2 separate regions of the Mus musculus genome follow, and region 2 is linked to region 1. A link is a contact called in public Hi-C data. All regions are on one chromosome and are shown on one strand. The core of a region is the stretch at or near the end of the contact, and the rest is flanking DNA. Distances in the headings are between cores, read along the strand shown. Region 1 overlaps Lix1 (limb and CNS expressed 1). Region 2 overlaps Lnpep (leucyl/cystinyl aminopeptidase).

Region 1 (5,655 bases), core at 967-3,466:
ATTTCTTTTTGTTGTTGGTTTTTTTGTTGTTGTTGTTGTTTTTTTCGAGACAGGGTTTCTCTGTATAGCCCTGGCTGTCCTGAAACTCACTTTGTAGACCAGGCTGGCCTCAAACTCAGAAATCCACCTGCCTCTTCCTCCCCGGTGCTGGGATTAAAGGTGTGCACCACCACTGCCCGACTGATACTGATTTCTTGTTAGGCATTCCTACTTAAAATTTGCCTGTGATTACCAAATTTTAATTCTAAGAACTTCTTTGCATTCAAAATAAGAAGGAAGGAAGGAAGGAAAGAAAGAAAGAAAGAAAGAAGGAAGGAAGGAAGGAAGAAAGGGAGAAAGGGAGAGACAGAGAGGGAGAGAAGGAGAGAGGGAGAAAGAGAGAAATAGAGAAAGAAAGAGAGAGGAAAGAAGAAAGAGAGAGAGAGAAAGAAAGAAAGGAAGAGTACACGATTAGCTACTATTTGATTTGAGGACAGCCTACAGATTAATCTTAATTGTATCTTGACATTGTGTTGTTCACAGAAGAAATAAAAACCTTTTGAGAATAAAAGCAGAACTTTAATGTAATTTAGAAAAGCCATAAACTTTTAGAAGGACTATCAAAGAACTTTTTAACCTGAATTTTGCCTTACTTGATTCTTATATAGAACAGTTCCTCTACTGAGAAACTAGCATTGTTCTGTGTTCACAAAGGGGGATTTATCAGGAAGACAAGGAAGCGTCTATGCTGGCTGACTAAAAGCATAATGTCAACATATCTTACTTGAAATTTGTCATTGTTTTTCTTAAATAAGTTTCATGAAATATTGTAAGGCTCAAGACCTACAAAACCGGGTTCTGCCACTGCCAGTTAGAAGTGGGATAGGCAGAAGCAGCTGAAGAAGCATTTTTCTAAGAACGAGCCTAGGGACTTCAGAATCATCTGGAAGGCTTATTAAAATGCATATTTGGGAGCTGGGGAGTTGGGTCAGTTGATCAAGTGTTTGCTACACAAGTGTGAGGTTATGAGTTTGACCCCCAGTACCCACATATTAAAAAAAAAAGTGAGGCATAAAAACATGTACCTACCATCTCAGATCTCAGCACTGGGTCTTCAAGCTTACTACCCAGCCAATCTAATTAATTGGTCACCTCTGAGTTCAGTGGAAGATCCCATCCCAAAAAGTAAGCTGCCCAGCAAGATGTCTCAGCAGGTAAGATGATTTGCCTGATGCTGACTCTCTGGGACCTGTGGTAGAAGGAGGGAATGGACTCCCAAAATTGTCTGCTTACCTCTAGACATATTCCCCTAAAGACTGTCCTCCAGGCACATCCAATGATGCACATATGCCTGAAATCAGTACCCCCTCCCCCAGATACATACATGCATACCATTCACTATTCACTTTATTATATAAAGTTATTTTTATTAATCAGTTTGGTGCCTGGAATTAGACGTATTTAACAAGTCACCAAGTAACAGCAAAATGAGCATCAAGGGTCTTGAACTACTGGACTTGAGTTTTGGGGTAGATTCAGTGGAGATCTTCATTGGGTCATCTATGGGCTCCTGATGACCAGCAGATGACCTAAACTCCAAAATAAAATACAAAGCCAAAGGATTTGGGCTTGGGGAAATTTTCTTATCCAGTAGAATTTAGAAAGTTTAATGGAAATGGAGTGGGGTCTGCTGGCCACTCACAATGCATCTCATTTCACATGCCTAAGAAGTCCACAGCTGACTTTGCTAAAGATCATGACTGTTGAATATTCAAGCTCAGAACTTTCAGAGTGCAGAGGATGGAAGCTGTCTCTCTGTATTAGCGAATAAGAATGGGGGGGGCACATAAAGCAGTTTACAGATCTGTATTTATGATGAGGTCTGGTGGAAAAACAGTGAGAATAAACCATATGGGAAAGTCTAATTCCAGCAGGGAGCTGCTTTGAAATAACATCATACTTCACTTACCCCTATCGATGGCCCTGATAACCAGTTTGGAAAACAATAAAACACCCTGTAACTTGCCATATTTTATTTTCTTACAGTGGTCCCCACTGTTTGGTGGTGACTCTGAAAGTGCTTGTTCTTACAGGAGCATCTGGACTTTGGTTTTGACACCCCAAGCAGACTGCAAATGAGCTAAATTGCTTGCCCAAGTACAAGTTCTTATGGGGGAAAGGCCCTCCTTAAAGCTCTCAAAACCAAAACAGGCGGCAGTTACTGGCTTGGATTTGTAGTTTCAGAAGAAAGCAGCTGGCTAACATTAAAGACATTCTGAGGAACTTGTCTTTCAGAAATACAAAGGACAATAGGGAGAAAAGTTCTTGGATGGCTCTGAGCTGGTTTTATGTGCTTATTAACAGGCACACTTTCTCCCCATTGGGAGGGAAAAGCAAGCAAGCAAGCAAACAAAAAAACCCAACAGTACACTGAAATAATAAAACAAGTGACGGCAGGTGTCTGATTTCACATCTTGATATTAGCTGAGTCCCCCACCTTCTTTTTTCATGCTTCCCTGGTAAAGGCTCTGTCTACGGCCTGCCTGCCTGCCTGCCTGCCTGCCTGACTCTACTTTGATCTGTGAAGCAGTGCCATACTGCTGTAAATGTACATGCGTCCTTTGATCTAGTACTTAGTTGCTCTACTTAAATAGATAGCTTCTTTTAACTATGTAGTGTTCTCTCTCTCTCTCTCTCTCTCTCTCTCTCTCTCTCTCACACACACACACACACACACATACACACAAAGTTGGCTTAAACTACTATTATTTAGACAGAAAAGTATTTCTTAAGATTGCTCTGATCTGACTTTTATTTCCTAAATTTTAAAATCCTAAAGATCTGTTGTAGATTTTGTAAAGCCAAACTTATATTAAAACGAGTTGCTGTTACAAATGTTGTGTAATATTGGCAAAACCCTTGCTTTTTTAATGGGAAACTAGTTTGTCAAAGAATAATAAACATAACATTGTTTTGCCTATACATTGGCAAAAATGCTCATATCAGGGTCTGAGCATAATAGCCAATTATCCTTATGAATTTTAGCCCATGCTTAATATACTTTCATATTGCTGGCTCACAATACCATAAAAGTGTATAGGAATGGTACTTTTTAACAATAAGAAGTATATATATTTATTCTTGAAAGAACTTCTTACACATTTTATTAGGTGTTTTATTGGTTTGTTACTGACTAGCCTATACTTCAGTCTGTTATCCATTCAGTATATCATAATAGGGCAGGGATGCAAAGAAATTACATCACAATTATGTAATAGGGGAGAGACACAAAGAAAAATGTGTAATAATCAAGGCATGAAGGTAGGAGACAGCAGGGAATGACCAGCAAACAATTATACTCAAATATGGTCGGGGCCTGCAGCCTGGCTTGAAAGTGGTAGGCCAAAATTCCCAAAGACGCAGCATTTAAGCATCACTGAAGGACAACCTGACTCAAATCTTATGGCCCTTTATATTTCTGGCCAAGTTTATAGCACAAAATAAAACCATATATGCAGAAACTCTCTGATCTAAGTATTCTAACCCTTGGGAGATATCTAAAGTTTGAAAGATTTGCTGCCTCATGCTCTACCAAAAGCCTTCTTGCTTATATGTGGGTGTGTTAGATCTCTTGTGTTGGATGAGAGTTTCTGCATATCAACTAATCAATTTCAGATTCAACCCTACTATTATGTTACTAAGAAGGACATCACACACAGAGAATAATTAACTAGTTCAAAGGCTTATACAGTTAAGAGCTGAACACCAACAGTCTGAGTCCAGAACCCATATAAATGGATACGTGGAAATGCAGTGTTGGAATTGTGAGATGCTGACTTCTTTAACACTCCCTCTCCTTCCTTCTCAAGTGCTGCTTAAGTAGAGCTGAGGCCAGGCGGGATGCTGCTAAAGTGGCGCTCATCAACTCTCTCTTCAATGAGCTACCCTCCCGAAGGATCACCAAGGAGTTCATCATGGAGAGTGTTCAGGAAGCAGTAGCCTCCACCAGGGTGAGTACCGAGGGGGCGGGGGAAGGGCAAGAAAGATGTGGCCTCTGTGATAACATGGGGACATTTGAATCTTGGGAAATACTAAAGTAAGCAAATTTCTCATTTCAACAATGTGGAGGTTAGATTTTGTCCAGTGACTTACTAACATTTAGCAAAATAAACCTTAGGTTGAAACTCATGAAGGTGGAGCTAGCTGCTCATTGTGCATTTTGCCAATACTCTTGACAAGCCAGGATCAAAAACGATCAAGATTCGGGGTGAGGAATGTCACATGATTACACTGATTCCAATGGTCCAAGAATGTAGGCAATGGAAGAAAGATTTATAATCGAATGACAAACCAGTTCTAATTTTCCCCAAATTGAACTAATCATGCTAATTATGTGAAGTCCCTACTGTAAATGCTAATTTCCCAGCTAGCATGCAGGTTTGCAATTTATAGTACTAAAATACTGTGGGCTGCTTAGACAGCTCTATGTGTTAGAATAATCATGGTTCCTAGGTGTTCACCTTCTCCGGTAAGTGTTGAAAGTTTCTGTGACAGGTACAATTAAATGCTTTGAGAGAAAAAAAAAATGACATAACAAAATGGGTCTTAGAAATTTAAATAGGGAACTCTCTCAGCCATCTATGGCTGGATATTTACGTGTTCAGTAAATGGTGGAGAGTTCCTGCCCACTATCTCCACTTGTAAGCCACAGAGGAAACCTGAGCCCCACCTACAGCAGATGTTTTTCTGTGTGTGCTCAAGGGCAGGAGCTTGAACTATAGAAGAACAAACTTTGTCACCTTTCTCATTCTCCCTTTATCTCCTCTTCTCCACTCACCCCTACCCCTCACCCTTCCACCCCCTCCTCTCTCAGACAGGGTCTTACAACTTAGTCCTGGCTGTCCTCGAACTCACTATGTAGACTAGTCTGGCCTGGACCTCACAGGAATCTGCCTGCTACTGCCTCCTGAGGGCTGGAATTAAAGGCCATTGTGTGACCACATCCCCCACTCCCTTTTGTTGCCTTGAATTGACAGACTCTGTTTTTACAGGGCAGCTGCTGCCCTGCCAAAGGAGATGATCAGACTATTAGGGACTCTTTCCCCTTATGAAGTGCTCTTATCACTTAGAGGAGAGATGGGCCTGCAGGACAGTAGGGCTGGTAGGCTGGCTGGGAGAAAGTGGAGAGTTCTGCACTCTATCTGGTCTGAAGAGAAAAGGAAGCCTTTATTTTCTGACCCTGTAAATTTCAAGTGCCTTTGAGGAAGAGAAGTTAGGAAAATGATGCCTGATTTATATACACGTGGAATTTACTTAGGAACAGGAAAGGGCTCTCAATGTAAATGCAATTTGTCATTTTTCATGGAAATTTCTAAAGAGCAAGAATATATATGGCTTGCAGACCTCTGGATGGATTTCCCCTAGGATTTCTAAAAGGCCAACATAAATATTTCAGAAGCACTGTGTTAATGTTATTGCATGCAAAGCTATACATTTACTGCTGTCTGACGCTGACAGTTGTTTGTTCAGTCTCAGAACCTTGCTATCGCCCACCATCCTGGGACTCGAAGGCCATGGGGTAGAGGGAGACCTCAGAAGGAGGTCTGAATGCCATTTCAGAGAGCTTGTGTTTGCTGCTTGGTGCCGTTCCCTACAAGAAAGCTGAAAACGAACTTC
Region 2 (5,655 bases), core at 2,294-4,793, 120 kb after region 1:
TACATTCTAATTTTAGTCTCCCATGTTACTGAAACAGTCAGGATCTTTCTCCTTCTGAAGAAATGTACTATGCTAATGACTGTACAGAGGAGCAAGCAAACACTAAGACTCCAGACTGAGCTTGCAAGTATGCAGGCAATAGTATACCCCTCACACACACATCACATTTCCAACCAGGAAACAACTACCTCTTTGGTGCCATTTCTGATTTGAGAGAGAAGTCAGGTTGCTCTACTAGCAACTGAAATTATTTTCTATATCTGGCATATGTTATATCTTCTTCTATGACGAAGACTAGTTAAGCAACCAATTTAAAGACGCAACTAAAAAAACAGTGCCTACTACAATGCCTAGCAGCAAGCACTCAACACAAGGTTTGAATGACTTTCATTTGTGATAAAAATGTAACAATATCAAGTCATCAAGATTATCAGTAATAGCCATTACTCTCATTTTTTTTACACCATAGCTGTGCTTATTCTATAAAAGTAAGCAATATTTTCTAACTTCTTTTCTCCTACATGACCAACTTTCTCCTCTATAACGTTCCCATCAGCAAATGTCAAACATTCTTAATATCTATTTATCCATCTCTATGTATCTATCTATGTATCTATCTAACTATCATTGACTCTTTAACTTCACACCTCCTCTGTTATCACAATAGTTCTTGCTTCTCAGTTGTAGTAAAACTCTTCAGAGTCATCAGCATTTGCTCTCTTCCCATGTTCTTTTGATAATCATTATCTACCAGCAATGTCATAACCAAGGTCCCTGGGGAATTTCCTGGTGCCAGGTCAATCTCAGTTCTCTTACTCACCTTATCAATAATGCACCAATAGCAGTTAATATGATTAATGATCCTCTCCTGTTTGAAAGTCTTTATGCACACAGCCTTGGGATAGTGTTTCTGATTTATCTTTCCAATGACTAAAGTTTGGTGCCCTGCTATTTCAATCCTTGGGGCTGTCTTTTCCCTACCTAAATTTGCTTTCTAGTTGTTCTCTATTGGCTTTAGCCCCCTGATTTATATATACTTAGGTTTAGATACTCCACAGAAACACTGTCTAGTTTGTCTCCTGAAGAACCTGCAGAGTTTAGTGACTGGCATATTGTATTTTCAAAACTGGCTAATGAATGAACCCTCACAAAGCACCCTACATCAGTGCCTTGGTGACTATGAAGAACAAATGGAATATATCTGTTAAACACACTTCCCCAGCCATTTGTTTTTTCTTGCACAAAATACTGGAATTATGCTGTGTTCTGTTTTTCTCAGTGATGTGGGATATTCATCAAATTTCCAATTGTAAAATAAGTAGTTACCATATTGTCAGGGGTTAAGTATTTTACTGAAATCTTATAATGAGAAAGCATGAATTCTGGCGTTAGGTGGTTAATTGGTGTCAGAACTCTGTTATATCATGTCTTGAAATAGCAAATTTTTTTACCCTCTGTATAGCAACAGAAACACATTTTAGATTTTTCCTTACTGACCATTCATGTATGGGCTTTAAAAATCACCAAATAACTGGAATATAATAGTTTTCTTATCCAAAGGGGATAATTTCCAAGACCCCCTAGTAGATCACATAGCACAAAACTTTACATATGCAATGTTTTCCCCTATAATACAGTTTAATAAATGAATTAGGCATATTTAATATTAATAATTCCTAATAAGATAATTATAAGCAATATACTTACTATAATAAGTCATGTAAATGTAGTTTATTTCAAAATATTTTACTATAGTGCAGATCTTAGCAAGACAGGCCTATGATTTTCTTTCTTTATAAAGTTAAGAACTTTGACTTAGTCACCTAAAGGAACCACTTCATACCTTTGCTTTGGCAGCTACATAACTCTTGTACATTAGGAATCATTAATAAATAAAAGATAACTGACCACAAGCCCTAATTGAGCCAGTTAATCTGGGAACTGAGATGGTATTTAGTGATAATTTGAGAAGTTGCATATACAACATGGTTACACTGGAAAATTGGCTCATGCCCATGCAGGACATATTACTCAGAATGATATGTAGTTTAAAATTTACAGACTGCTTTTCTGGTCTTTCCTTTTAGTATTTTTCCTAAGATGGCTAATAATAGTTTACTGAAGCCTGAAAGAAAAACTGCAGATAAGAAAAAATTAGTGCCTCTGTATACTCACATTAAACTCCTAATTTCTTGTTAAAAGTACTATTATTTACTTCATCAGGCTTTAATCCAGACAACATTTTTGCCTCCTTCTTTATCTGTTTTACCCTGTCACTAAGTCCTTCAAGTACAAAACTCCCTTTAGTTTTAGATCTGTTTTCTTCCCATTGCTATGACCATTCATTGCAAACGTTCACTCTGCATGTCTGATTTTCAGTGTCATGTCCCATTTGTGGTCTCGGAATCAACTTTATTAACTGAATCCAATTTAAATTTTCTAAATATTAACTTTAATCAAATCATCCTTATGTTAAAAAAACATCATCGATTTCTTATGGCACTCAGGACCTGCTGTAGCTGGGCTCATGCTTTCTTTCTTACCTTCCTAAGCCTGGTTCCATCTCTGAATCCCAGACATCAGCCCTCCTGGCTCTCCTCTTCAAAGTCCATATCTGCCCTACCTTGTGCTCTTTGGCTTCTCTCTTCAACATGCATACATTTTTTGTACTATTTCAGCACACACAGCCTCTCTTGCTCATTCACATGTATTTACCTCCTAATTTTGAGCTTTTTGATAGTATGGTTTCTATCCTCACACTTAATGTATTTTCTTCGCTATCTAGCAGAGGGATTTACTATCCAAGGACTCTGACAACCAATCATAAGCTTTAGCATCACCCTTGTACAGCATCCATTCAGGTAATACCAGTACCACACTCCCTCTGTTCTCCAACCTGCTCAGAATGAAGCCAGCTTCTACTTTCCATCCACTGTCCTGGTGTCTAATGTTTCACATCCTGAAGGAGAACTGTCAATTACTAAAATAACTTTTTATGCTTAATTTTTTTTGGTGATCTTGATTGTAGAAAATACCTCAATTCTGAGTACCACAATAAAGGGCTTTGCTTAGGATGCTCTTCTAAGCACACATTCTACGGACAGATCCAGGGAGAAAACTAACTTTGAAAGATGAATTCTTACATGATCTGCTTCACTGCCTGAAAACTAGTCACACTGACTAAAAGGGAGACAGAAACACAAACGTTAAGACCAAACAGATTTACATATTTAAAATTTAAACAGTTAAAACTTCAATAGGATACCAAAGGCAACGCTTGTTCAGTCTGTAATGTGAATCACGCTGTTTGCTGACCTACAAAATAAGGTTGAAGTCTAGTAAAAGTACATTTCTTTGTGCACAGTGATACCTTAAAATAGGAGAGAGAATCAAACATTTCTTCTATTTGTTCCGAAGACTGAACAGATGATGATATTGGATGAGACGAATTCAAGGAATCTTTCCTCATGGTTTTAAATCGAGCATCTAAGAAGTCTTCATACTAGCAAAAGATAAAGCAGTAGGAAGTCATGACCGATATAAAGGCACAATTGCTACAGAATGAAAAACACCTGGGCTCACTAAGGTGCAGCATATAAACAAATGGAAGTAAATTGTATGCAGTTCCTTAAGCTTAAAACGGCACTGAGAACTGAGGCATGTGAGAATCTGCATTTCTGAAAAGAGAGCATAACTGTAAAATTGAGAATCTCTGACTATCAGAGGCAAATTCCAAATCTGAATATCCAAGATAAATATTCAACAAAGGTTAAAGTAGACTTTTAAAACAGAAATTGAAACTTAGGGCAGAAATGGGGTCCTTACCTTGATTTTCTATTAAAGTGATATATAATTCTTAGAGGTTACTTAAAAGAAAATACAACTCTTATTCTGAAAGCATTGAGAGCTCAGCCAAGAGTGTCCCTAGAATGTATATTAGAATTTAAAGTGTTCTCAGCACCCCCAAGTGGTGAGACTCTGTATTTCAATGTTTAATTAAGTAGCACACATTATTTAAACTACCTATTTCGTATCTCAACTAAAAATTACTTGCAGTCGGAATCAAGCCCTATATACAGAAATGTCAAACTAAAAACTCCCAAGAATACTTCTTATAAATACCTAAAAAATGTATGTAAGCGTCTAAGAGCAAGTCACAGAATTTTAGGGTTGAAGACAATACTATGTGGGAGACTGTCCTATAGTTTGAGAGGCACATGTTTTGTGCTTCCCTTCAGCTACCCAATAATACTTGAATTATTTCAGCAATGCCTATGAAATTATGACCTATGGTGTCTGAAAATCCTTGAGTACAGGAAGTATCTCCAGTCTCTAATGACACACTCACAGCACAATACCTCTCTTTAACAGAATGGTATTCAATCTTTGAAACAAATGCATGGTTTGTATGCAGCAATAGTAATTTATTTGTTTGGTTTTAAAAAAGATTCTATTTTATGTATATGAGTACACTGTTGCTGTCTTTAGAGACATCAGAAGAGGGCATCAGATCACATTATAGATGGTTGTGAGCCATGTGCTTAGAATTGATATCAGGACCTCTGGAAGAGCAACTAGTGCTCTTAACTGCTTAGCCATATCTCCCGCCCTTGTTTCTTTATTTAAGCAACTTATGTTACTTAAGAACTGTTGAAAGAATGCACTCAGTGACAATATAAAAAGCAGTATGAAGCCAGTCTTCATTTCATTTCTTTTTATACAAGTATTTAAGTTATTTTCCAATTTTATCTGCATTCCTTCAAACAAAAGGACCACATCTTATAAAATAAAATGTAATAGTTAAAATAATCATCCTAAAGTAAAAAATAATCATTTTAATGTTTAATGAAATACTTCAATATGCAAGAGTGGGTTTCATTGTCAAGTCTCCAGCATTACTGATTTTAACTTTTTTCAAATTATCTCAAATATGTAGAAAATATATGGTAAATACTAACTTATAATGTGGCTATTCCCTCCTCATAGGACAAAGAAACACAGTACTTACACTGTTGAGCTCTTTGAATATTTTTTCCACAGAGAAATACTCCATGAAAGTGGCAAAGCCTTCATTTAGCCACAGGTCATTCCACCACTGCATTGTAACCAGATTTCCAAACCACTGTAAGAGACAAATTCGTCACCAGCAGGACTCAGGAATTTCTTAATTGAATGGACTATCAGGCTAATTGAAGATAATCAAAATATCTTAAAACAATCTATACCCAGAATAATTAAAGTCTTATAAAAGTTATACAAACTATCCCAAAAAAGAAAGGATTTTGAAAGCTGTATAAATTGATTTTAGAAGTAAAATAAAAAGTTCAACATTTTACCTAAACTGAATGGGGGAAAAAGCAGGAAAGACTATATTTACTTATTAAAATATGTGTGAATTTTTAACATATGCTATATACAACATGTTTTATATAGGTAATGGCTTTTTTTGTTGTTTTTGTTTTTTGTTTTTCGAGACAGGGTTTCTCTGTGTAGCCCTGGCTGTCCTGGAACTCACTCTGTAGACCAGGCTGGTTTCGAACTCAGAAATCCACCTGCCTCTGCCCCTCAAGTACTGGGATTAAAGGCATGTGCCACCACCGCCTGGCTGTAATGAAAATTTTAAGCTGCTTCATTAAAGTGAAACTCCTTAGATAA

What was found. Hi-C and Micro-C count contacts between places; a contact is called where the count stands out from the background.
Region 2: a Hi-C map of cranial neural crest shows a contact between it and region 1, with 1.7 times the contacts expected there. The contact joins two enhancer-like sites. A contact is called at or near these places in 1 of 484 Hi-C or Micro-C datasets (cranial neural crest), 3 of 115 datasets of contacts at active chromatin or transcription factors (embryonic stem cells and stem cell-derived neural progenitor cells) and 3 of 9 other capture datasets (adipose tissue, liver and pancreatic islet).

Annotation. Positions count from the first base shown.
Region 1 is chr17:17,439,800-17,445,454 of GRCm38.p6, forward strand. Lix1 (limb and CNS expressed 1) reads left to right here. Exons shown (of 6, transcript NM_025681.2): 3 at 3,849-3,989. Among named protein-coding and RNA genes, the nearest start is that of Lix1, 40 kb to the left of the region's middle. Within about 2 kb of position 2,217, at least 26 of the 459 cell types and tissues checked have an H3K27ac peak or open chromatin away from gene starts, as enhancers often do.
Region 2 is chr17:17,563,313-17,568,967 of GRCm38.p6, forward strand. Lnpep (leucyl/cystinyl aminopeptidase) reads right to left here. Exons shown (of 18, transcript NM_172827.3): 7 at 5,009-5,122; 8 at 3,371-3,502. Among named protein-coding and RNA genes, the nearest start is that of Lnpep, 58 kb to the right of the region's middle. Within about 2 kb of position 3,544, at least 2 of the 459 cell types and tissues checked have an H3K27ac peak or open chromatin away from gene starts, as enhancers often do.